Regions from separate parts of the Zea mays genome. Here region 2 is linked to region 1. A link is a contact called in public Hi-C data. All regions are on one chromosome and are shown on one strand. Each heading gives the region's core, a stretch centred on a gene start, on an enhancer-like site or on the middle of the called end of the contact. The rest is flanking DNA. Distances are from core to core; before and after follow the strand shown.

What was found. A called contact is a pair of places that touch in the nucleus more often than the background predicts.
Region 2: a contact with region 1 is called in a Hi-C map of ear, with 2.5 times the contacts expected there. The contact joins the enhancer-like site here to the promoter of LOC100278003 in region 1. A contact is called at or near these places in 2 of 25 Hi-C or Micro-C datasets (ear and tassel).

What each region holds. Positions count from the first base shown.
Region 1 is chr6:40,328,554-40,334,050 of Zm-B73-REFERENCE-NAM-5.0, forward strand. It overlaps LOC100278003, which reads right to left and starts at 1,954. Exons shown (of 5, transcript NM_001165579.2): 1 at 1,659-1,954; 2 at 1,493-1,560; 3 at 130-259. The coding sequence starts at 1,863.
Region 2 is chr6:40,757,154-40,762,704 of Zm-B73-REFERENCE-NAM-5.0, forward strand. It overlaps LOC103629212 (E3 UFM1-protein ligase 1 homolog), which reads right to left. Exons shown (of 20, transcript XM_008650387.4): 17 at 4,892-4,969; 18 at 4,731-4,793; 19 at 4,079-4,171; 20 at 3,243-3,665. The coding sequence ends at 3,561. Among protein-coding and RNA genes, the nearest start is that of LOC103629212, 10 kb to the right of the region's middle. Within about 2 kb of position 3,143, at least 9 of the 20 cell types and tissues checked have an H3K27ac peak or open chromatin away from gene starts, as enhancers often do. A contact at or near this core is called in ear and tassel, where this site is marked.

The DNA.
Region 1 (5,497 bases), core at 704-3,203:
AGGTACAACAAAACTAGTAGAAAGAGAAAAGTGCAACCTATGTAGTGATAAACTGAACTTCTCTCATGGACTATTGCATATGCATGGTTGCATGCTCATTTTGTTTGTCTTCTGAAATTGCATCTATACCTGATGATGACTCTTGCAGAGACAATGCCTCCAGAGGTTCTTGTAGAGTATTAGCGCATTTCTTCTCGATGTTCTTGATATGTTCCCTTAGAGCACGAGGAGACAGGAATCTGTTGCGCTGCACCTGCTCCTGTAAGAAAATTCAGAGTCCTGTGAAAATGTCCTTCAGTGGATAGGCCCTGAAACTTCATTACATGTGCTAAATTAGATTCCAACTAGTCATACAGAGTAGTGTTTACTGCTTAATCAATGATGAACAGAACAAGGTGTTACTTCTTATCACAATCTAAAATAGAGATCGTGTCATTCAATTTCAATGTTTGCAAGCACAGTAAAATGGAATCGGTCTCAAGCATGGTAGCACTCAACCGGTGAATGTATGTGCATGGTACTTTTTTCAGACCAAAGGCCTTGACCCTAATTTATATTGAAAACAAAGTAATGCTACTGAGAAGACCCGGGTTTGCTATCCATTACAGACGAACAAACCTCCACTTGACTTGACCAAGCCACGCCTTTCTACCAACCTAACAGGAAGCCTGCGAGACCAAAAGAGCAAAGGAGGAGCAGCAGTGCAACCCAACTAATAAGCCTTAGAGCATCTCCAAGAGAGACTATAAACGCGGCCATATTTTAAATATAGAGCTCATAACCATAAAACACACTTCCTACAACGGCCCTATTTTATAAAATTTCATCAAACGATTAGAGATCGGTCTCTCGGATCCGAAAGATAGTACTCCATATATTGGAACCCTATCCTCGTTTCATATTAATCTCCAACCATTTATTTCCTAATAGCATGATTTATTTCCTAAATAGCATTATTTAAGGCCTAATTGTTAGAGTAAAAAAAATCTTTTGGGGCCCTAAACACTCAATACGGTCCTATTTCAAATTTTAGGACTTTATTTTAGAGTTTACTGTTGGGGATGCTCTAGAACATGTGCACGGTACTCCAATCTGTAAAATTAGAAGACCTTTTATTGTCGAGACCTATTATAGAAATATAAGTGCCTGCTCCCTGCTTTGAATGACAGAGTAGAGCAGTCTTGTCATATACTACAAGTAGCACGCATGCTCTCTACCGAATCATACAAGATACAATGTGATTCGAGTGACTGAGTAGTAAACCAGATCGATCGAGAATGACTCTCAGGGCCAGTGTGCTCAATCATACATTGTAATGACACTGGTGAAGAACCTACTACGTACTTGATGAACTCCCAAATCAACAAGTGGTCGGTAATGGACTAATGATAAAACCAAGCGCGATTCGTATCTAACTCAAACTCATTATTAGGTTGCCGCGCAGCAGAAGCGTGCGAGAAAACAGTGAGGGAGCGGGGATAACAATGCTGACCTTAGAAGCGTAGGCCTCGGCCTCGTCCAGCGCCCTCTCGAGCTCGCCCATCGCACCAGCACACCTCGCTGCAGATCGCAGAACCGGACACGCCGCGTCAATACGACTTGACCGGCGTCCTCCGCAGCGGGATCTTAAGACTAAGACGACGGACGAGGTCTCTCACCTCGAAGGCGGCGGCAGAGGGAGAGGATGGCGGCCTGGAGGCCCGCTAGCGCGCCGAGGGCGGCCGCGACGTCCGCGACGACCGCAGAGGCGGCGCACTCGTACAGGAACTCCGTCTCCTCGTCCACGTCCTGCATGGGAGAGGAGGCGGCGGCGGTGGCGGCGGCGGCAGCGGGTGGCGCCAACTTCACGTGCAACACGACCATCTCGGCCCGAAGGCTCTAGAAACTTCGGGTCTCGCTCCTGGGAGACGGAACGGGAACGGCCACACGAGGCGGCGGCGGACAGGGGTTCATTTTGTAACAGGTCGTCCACGGTGATCTTGTCCGCACAGGGCCGATCCAACGACCGCAGGGCGCCATGGATAGGAATGTTCCTAAAACATCATAAATATATATTTTAACATAGATATACATAAAATTTAAATCTAATTGTTGATAATGTTATTAAGAACTAGTCGGCTGCCCGTGCGTTGCGATGGCTTACAACAATACCTACGTAAACTATCCATCAAAAAAATTCAAGATTTTTTATCCATTGTCTCCGCTCTCCGTATAATTTTTTTTGATTTGGCTAACTGATGTTATTGTTTACTCCATCCAACATGTCTTTGTCGGGGACCACAATTAGGGGTACCCCCAAGACTCCTAATCTCAGCTAGGTAACCCCCATCAGCACAAAGCTGCAAAGGCCTGATGGGCGCGATTCAGGTCAAGGCTCCGTCCGCTCAAGGGACACGATCTCGCCTCGCCCGAGCCCAGCCTCGGGCAAAGGCAGCCGACCCAGGAGAATTCACGTCTCGCCCGAGGGTCCCCTCAAGCAACGGACGCACCTTCGACTCGCCCGAGGCCCAGCTCGGATAGGCTTCACGGAGAAGCAACCTTGGCCGGATCGCCACGTCAACCGACCGTATCGCAGGAGCATTTAATGCAACGATCGACTGACACCTTATCCTGACGCGCGCTCCTCAGTCGATAGAGCCGAAGTGACCGCAGTCACTTCGTCGCTCCACTGACCGACCTGATAGAAAAACAGTGTCGCCTGTGCTGCTCCGACTGCTGTGCCACCCGACAGGGTGAGGCTAACAGCCGCCAAGACCGGCCTCAGGCGCCATAGGAAGCTCCGCCTCGCCCGACCCCAGGGCTCGGACTCAACCTCGACCTCGGACGACGGACTCCGCCTCGCCCGACCCCAGGGCTCGGACTCAACCTCGACCTCGGACGACGGACTCCGCCTCGCCCGACCCCAGGGCTTGGGCTCAACCTCGACCTCGGAGGAGTCACCGCCTCGCCCGACCTCGGGCTCGGACCGACCACGTCACAGTGGGGGCATCATTACCCTACCCCTAGCTAGCTCAGGCTACGAGGAACAAGGTCGGCGTCCCATCTGGCTCGCCCCGGTAAACAAGTAATGATGGCACCCCGCGTGCTCCATGACGACGGCGGCTCTCAGCCCCTTACGGAAGCAAGGAGACGTCAGCAAGGATCCGACAGCCCCGACAGCTGTACTTCCACAGGGCTCAAGCGCTCCTCCGACGGCCACGACATCACATGAACACGGCGCCAAAACCTCTCCGACAGCCACGACGGCATGTACATAGGGCTCTGGCTCCTCTCTGCTAGACACGTTAGCACATTGCTACACCCTCCATTGTACACCTGGGCCCTCTCCTTACGTCTATAAAAGGAAGGCACAGGGCTCTCGTACAAGAAGGTTGGTCGCGCGGGAGAACGGGCTGGCGGACGGTCTCTCTCTCTATCTCCCTCGCGAACGCTTGTAACCCCCTACTGCAAGCGCATCCGCCCTAGGTGCAGGACAACACGAAGGCCGCAGTTTCCCCTTACTGTTTTCTCCTCTTTGTGTCTCGTCTCACGCCGACCCATCTGGGCTGGGACACGCAGCGACAATTTACTCGTCGATGCAGGGACCCCCCGGGGTCGAAACGCCGACAGTTGGCGCGCCAGGTAGGGGCCTGCTGCGTGTTGACGAACAGCTTCCCGTCAAGCACCAGATGGGTAGTCTCCAGCAACCACTCCAACCCGGGACGGTGCTCCGTTTCGGGAGTCTTGAGTTCATGTCCCTCGACGGCAGCTACGACATGATACTCCTTCCTCCGCCGCGCGACAACGACAATGGCGGCCGTCAGCCCACCCGCCGGCGGCGGAATCGACGACGTCTTCCTCACGTGCGGAAGAGCAACATCCGGGTCTGTCCCGTCGCCTTCCCCGCCGACGGAGGAGGAGGCGGGGCAGGCATGGCCAAGCAGGAGGCGGCACCTCGTCGGCTGTCGAGCGAGTCGACGGCGCCCCAGCAGGGGACACGTCGGGCGTCGACCTCGCGTCTGAGACGAAGACGAGCGTCGTTTCCTCGCGACACGCCAACCCCAAGCAGACGGACGACGCCAGCACGCTCGCGAAGGACTTGCTGGGCGTTAGCCTCGTACCTGAGATAACGGTGCAGTCTGTCCCTGACGCAACTTCGTCACCATCCGTCGATCAAGAGGTACCGTCCGTTTCCCATCCCATGCCTTTTAGATTCAGCTGCGACCCGCCAAGCGACCCCGCTTCGGTGGACGCTTTCATAAAGGCATGTCCAAACCCTCCGGGGTATCATATGCGGTCAACCTGGGACCGACTGACGACCGTCTCGACCTACGGGCCCCTGGGTTCCGAGGAAGATGACGAGCCCGACTCTGGTTGGGATTTCTCCGGGCTCGATAACCCCAGTGCCATGCGGGACTTCATGACCGCATGTGACTACTGCCTCTCCGATTGCTCCGATAGTAGCCACAGCCTCGGCGACGAGGACTGTGGCCCAAGTCGCGAATGCTTCCACGTCGATCTAGGGGGTCTCGACGAAGGCAACCATCTTGGTATGCCGGAGGACGGTGATCCCCCTAGGCCTGCGCCTCGCCTTGACATCCTCCGGGAGCTAGCTGTGGTCCTAGTCCCTGCGGGGGTCAGGACGCACAGCTCGAGCAAATCCACGAGATGCAGGCCAGGCTCGACAAGGAAGCAGGACAACTTGTGCAGCTTCGGCAAAATATCGGGCAGGAGTGGGCAGGCCGAGCACTGGCCGGAGAAGCGCGTCATCTGGCCCAGGACGTCCAGCACCGCATTGCCGACGATGCCAGGGCAAGGCTGCCCCCAGCTTCTAGTGGGGTCGGCCAGAACCTGGCTGCAGCAGCGATACTACTCCGAGCGATGCCGGAACCATTCACCACCGAGGGGCAGCGTATCCAGGGAGAGCTCAAGAATCTCCTGGAAGATGCTGCGGTCCGACGGGCCGAAAGCTCTGCCTCCTGAAGGCAGGGGTACCCCCCGGAGCATCGCGCGGCGACTTCCCGATTCATGCGGGAAGCCTCGGTCCACACCGGGCGCACGCGGAACACAGCGCCTGCGGCCCCCGGGTCGCCTCGGCAACGAGCACCGCCACCGCGACCGTCGAGCCAACCTCGACGAGAATGTGCGCCGAAGCTACCACCCTAGGCGTGGGGGACGCTACGACAGCGGGGAGGATCAGAGCCCCTCGCCCGAACCACTCGGTCCGCGAGCTTTCAGCCGGGCCATACGACGGGCGTCGTTCCCGACCCGGTTCCGAACCCCGACTACCATCACCAAGTACTCGGGGGAGTCAAAGCCGGAACTGTGGCTCACGGACTACCGGCTGGCCTGCCAGCTGGGTGGAACGGACGATGACAACCTCATCATCCGCAACCTTCCCCTGTTCCTCTCCGACGTCGCCCGAGCCTGGCTGGAGCATCTGCCTCCTGCGCAGATCTCCAACTGGGACGACCTGGTCAAAGCCTTCGTCGGCAACTTCCAGGGCACATACGTGCGC
Region 2 (5,551 bases), core at 1,893-4,392, 430 kb after region 1:
GCGTGACCGAAGGCGGATTGACGAGTAGTACGTCAGCAGACGCACGGAAGCGGCGCGCCAATCACCAATCAGGCTATTGGCCCCACCTGCAGGCTCGCATCCTCCCCTGAGGTGGGCCCGGGGGCCACTGTCAGTACCCTAAAACAGGGGTACCTCTTACTACCGTATGAAGGCGCAGTACCCAGGCGGTTATCTTTAGTCGCGTGGTAAAGGAGTTGTGCGTGGGACCAGACCATGGCTCGTCCCAGCCTCGGGCGACTACTCTGGGCCAGCGACAGCACCCGACCCCTCCACGTGGACGGTTCCGGGGCCGCCACGTGGCTAGAGAAGATGATATACTCCAAGGTATCAACACTGAGTCTGGACCCCCATGGGAAAGTGTCGGACCCCTGTATAGACAGACCGGGCCTCCGGGTAAGGTCTAGGACCCCCACGGGCGCAAACTGGACCCCTAGGATGGGGTCCGGACCCCTCTATGTGGGATCCGGGCCGCTCACAGCAGGGTCCCGAGATTCTGGGACAGAGAATACCCAGGCCTTAATCGAGGCCAGACGGGGGTCCGGAGCCGACACGTGTCCGGACCTTATCGTTTACGCTTCTGCTCCCCGCCCAGGTGGAGACCCGATGCTGTCGCGTGGCCTACTGCACGTGACGTAAGCCAACGGGCGGAGCCTAACGTAAGGCCTCGGGACTGCGCGGCCTCTGCATTTATTGCGGATAAGGCGTGTCGCCTGTCCATTCCACTGGCAGGCGATGTGCTGCCTCCGCATTTAATGAGCCCTGTCCATTCCGCTGGCAGGCGATGTGCCGCCTCCACATTTATTGAGCCATGTCCATTCCACTGTCAGGTGAGGTGCCACCTCGGCATTTAATGAGCCCTGTCCATTCCGCTGGCAGGCGGCGAGCAGTCCATTCCGCAGGAGGCATGCCTGTCCATTCCATTGGCAGACAGCACATCCATACTACTGCACGCACTATGCTCATCATTACTCGTGCGTTACCAAGGAAGCAGCCACCGCATATCAATACTGCGTGGACTGCGGACATCAGGGCACCAGGAGATTGCATAGGCGTTAGTTACTCCTATAATATATTCCTTCTGTTATGTTCCTGGGCCCACATGTCGGGGCTCAGCATCCTTGTATGTGCCTCCCTTGAGCTATAAAAGGGAAGGCACACAACGTTACAAGGCAGGTTCACTCAGACTCTCAGACTCACAAGTTCATACAAGCTCTTAGGCTCACAGACTCAATACAACACAGCGGCCTGAACCACTCTAAATCCTCGTGTTCACTCGTGTTCATCGATCTCCCAATAGACAGGCGAAACGCTTAGGCCCCTCCTCATCTTAGGATTTAGGACGGGTGCGTTCCGCCACCCGGCCGGAGAATTTCCTCTCCGACAGGCGCGGACCATCCGACCGTTGAAAAACTAGAAAAACCCGAAGGTGACGGGTTCGCTAAAATGCTTTTTTAGCGTCCTCGCGGACCATCCGGGGTGCACGGCCGGACCGTCCGCGACTACTCTGTCTGACAATCTGACGACGCATTAAATGCACTTGTAGTCGTTGATATAGCCGTTACTGCTGACCGTTGTAATTTCAATCGTTGATGTGCAGGGGCGGACCGTCTGGACCAGGGGCGTGGACCGTCCGCGGTCGGCATAAAAGGAGCAATGGCTAGGAAGTGATTGGTGGCTATAAATACAACCACAACCACCTACATTCATTATACTCAAGCATTTCATTCACTCACATTCAATATAAGAGCAAATACTCCATCTCAAGACACATTCAAAGCTTCCAAACATCTCCAAGTCCCACAATTGTGACTAGTGATCATTAGTGTTTAGTGACTTGAGAGAGTGTAATCTTCCTTTCCCCTCTCTCTAATGTTCTCTTGCTCATAATCTCTTAAGTTAGCTCCCAAGGTCATCCGCATTGATTGAGCAACTCATAGCAAGAAAAACTCTCTTTCGCACTCCGATTTCGTTATTACTTATTTCTAATCCTAACCCCGGGTGAAGTTCGTGTTCAAAGTTTATAATTTACAAGTTTCGCCTATTCACCCCTCCTCTAAGCGACTTTTAGAAAGGATGAAAACATATACTTATTTGGACTATTTTTCTATGATCGCAAATAAATAGGATATATGTAAATTTATATTCAGCATTGGTAAACCTTAAATTTATAATATATTTTTTATAATATATTTTTAATGATAGATATAAAATTCAGAAGTTTTTCACTTTTTGTTAAGGGAGCAAATAATGCATAAAACAATTTATGTAAAATTTTATTCTTATTTGTAATAATACATTTGGTAACATAAGAAAATATCAACATTAAATTTCACACACACATATAGGGCAGATCTATTCATCACTTAAGGTGATGGATCAGTGGTTGCCATGCCATGGCAGCAACACATATACCGCGCGCCCCTGCCCACATTCCACCACGCGCCCGCCCACGAGCCGAGCCACCTCACCCAGCACATACCCGCTCACAAAACCAAGTCGTTGTACCTGCGTGTGCCCCCCCCCCCCCCCCCCCACGAGCCAAGCCGAGATATAATAACTTATTGAGTATGAATGACTTAACGCGCTCAAATGACTTAATGTTTTCTATACGATGGATGACTTAATGGTATCTAAATACTTGAAATGACTTCATTTTGTCTAGAATGATTAAACTAAAAATAAGGAATATCTAAAAAAATATGAAATGCTAGAATGACATAATGTTGCCTATAATGACTAAACCAAAACAGAAAATATCTAGAAAAATATGAAAAACGACCGGAAAACAAGAATTACTTAATATTTCTTGAAATGGCTTAATATTTTCTGGAACGACTAAACCAATAACATAAAAATTGTATGAGAAAGCCCAGAAAAAACTAGAATGACTAAATATTTTCTGGAATGACTGAACCAATAACATAAAAAATGTCTGAGACCCACAGAAAATAGCTAAAAACAATAAATAATTTAATGTTTTCTAAAAATAACTTAATGTTGATTGGAATGACTTAATATAACTAGAAAATGAGTCGTGGGGGGAGGGCAGAGCTGTGCATAGGTGTGAGCCACGCAGGGCGAAGCCGTGGCGGGCGTGAATCATGGCACGGCGCGAGCCATGCAGGGCAAAAGCGCTCGAGGCCGAAGCCGCACAAGGGCGCGAGCCGCACGGGAGGGGGCGTGCGGTCAGACAGGCGGGCACGCGTTGGATCATCACCCTAGGTAATGAATAGAGTATATATATATATATTATCCTAACAATTCAGATATCTACTTTCATCCCTGATTCCCTGTTAACATCCACTATGCTCTTCATTACACCATAGTATAATTTTGTTGTTATCAGTAGAAACCTAGTGCAGGAATGTAAACGGGAGTATAAACTAGTCAGATTCTTACAATCAGTAAACCTGTTTCCTGCTATCTTTTGCTTTCAAACGGTGCAAATTGCAAAAACAGAGCAAAAAAAAACTTTTAAGCTGAGTGTTGCTTTGTATATGTACGCCGAAATGGTCCGGTATGCACAAGAATGTTGTTGATCACTCTTTGTTTGTGCCGAGGACCAGGGATTTCAGTTCTGGCATCAGCCTTTCTTCCAGATCCTCCTTCCTTTCTCGCATTCGGTCTGATGTGCAATCTTCTTCCTACAGGACAAATACACGGTACATGTTCATGGTTTCACTGTGTTCCCATCTAGAAGATTGTACATTGTTCCAACATCATGTTCATGCATGAATATTGAATAAAAGTGCAGAGTAACGTACGTTGGCAGTCAGTTAAAATATATAGTTGTGCTAAATTGCTAGAGGATCACTTCTGTATGCGCAAGTTATGATGCTTAGGCGTATGTGTCCTCATAATAGTAAAAGTTAAGCTAATGAATATATACCAGCTACAGAATGGCTTTCCAAATAGATTCGAACTGGCGATCTATAAAGTTTTCAACATTATGCACTACAAGTTTTAAGCCAGAATCAATTACCTATTGCAAAAAAAAACAATATTTTTCCTCCAATGCAAGTAGATACAAGTTTTATAGTTGTGTAAGTGGACTTACATCGTCAGTAGCAGCAGCTTGTAGTGCTAAAAGTTTCACAGTAGTGCTGTGATAATCAGTCAATACCTTGTAGGTTGCAGCTGGCAGCTTATCCTACGAAATGGCAAAGAGTGGTACAATCACACAGAAATTTTCTTTCGTCAAAATTTACTAGTATGAGAAATACAACATCACATAAGTTCAGACATCCAGAATCTATTAAAAAGCTTAACCAGCCGATCACTGCAAAGATGTACCGAGCATGGGGGTTTCGAACCTATTTCAATAGATTATGCGCACTGGTGATGATTCCACCCATTAAAATTATAAATAAAACTTGATAAGATAAGCTAGAGCACTTCCTAAAACCAGGCAGTTTCTAGCAAAAGGGCATGCATGTTCAATGACACATAACTGCACCAAACCTGCCCTTCATGTTATAGGCACCTGCTATGTTGAGACAACATAGGCGGAATAAAAAATAAGAAAGAAGTTTGTCATCATGATGTGTGGGAAAAAATTCTTCTGGAAGCCAAATGACGAATATGAAGGTCAATTTGTCAAGCAAATGGATCATGAACCTACCAACTTTAATTAATTACTATTATTTTAGAAGATGTTCTGCCAGAACTACAGAATATCTAACAAGAAATGGAAGAGTACTTGTAGTTACCTTCAGCAGTGTGATAACAGCACCAACAGCTCTTCCTGGTGCCTGAATAGCCTTATTATATGCCTACAAATTATTAAAAAAGAATGCAAATGAGATCAATAAAATAATATAGAATGACAATTCGAGAACCAAAAAGGATAAAATACATAATTCAAACAAACCTGCAGGAAAAGTAAAGCAACGACTTTTGGAAGAAAGGCAACAGGATCATTCTCTGATGAAACTTGTGCTGTCAAATCCTTCATTCACATATATTGAAGTGTCAAATAATTAGCAATAGACGGTTTAGGCATAAAAGCAATTAGCATGCCAGGGCGCCAGGCAAATAACAAATTCATTGTTCAGTACACTGTATACTATATTGGAAATTGAAATCAACTTTTTCCCACACACAATACCTTGAGCAGTCTAAACTCTAAACATCATCGTATCAATCTAATAACTTATGTAATATGATCATAAAAATTTTGACATGTGTTCTGGTACTTGTGTTTGCACTGCACCATTTCCAAGCTAAATACATAAGCAGCATTGTAGCACACGGAGTGACGGAGATACAAAAATATCACTGATATACTGATATGTAACAAATATCGTGAAAGGGTCTCTAGCGTAATAGTTAAGATTTTCGAGTACCGCCTCCAGGTCCTAGGTTCGATCCCCTCGGGGGCGAATTTCGGGCTTTGTTAAAAAAAATCCACTTGTTGTGCCCCGCCCGCTCCCGGGTTACGTCCTTATTAAGTTGCATGTACCAGTCAATCCAACCTAAAAACTTAAGCTGATAGGAGGAAGTGGTCAATTCGCTTATATTATATTCTAAC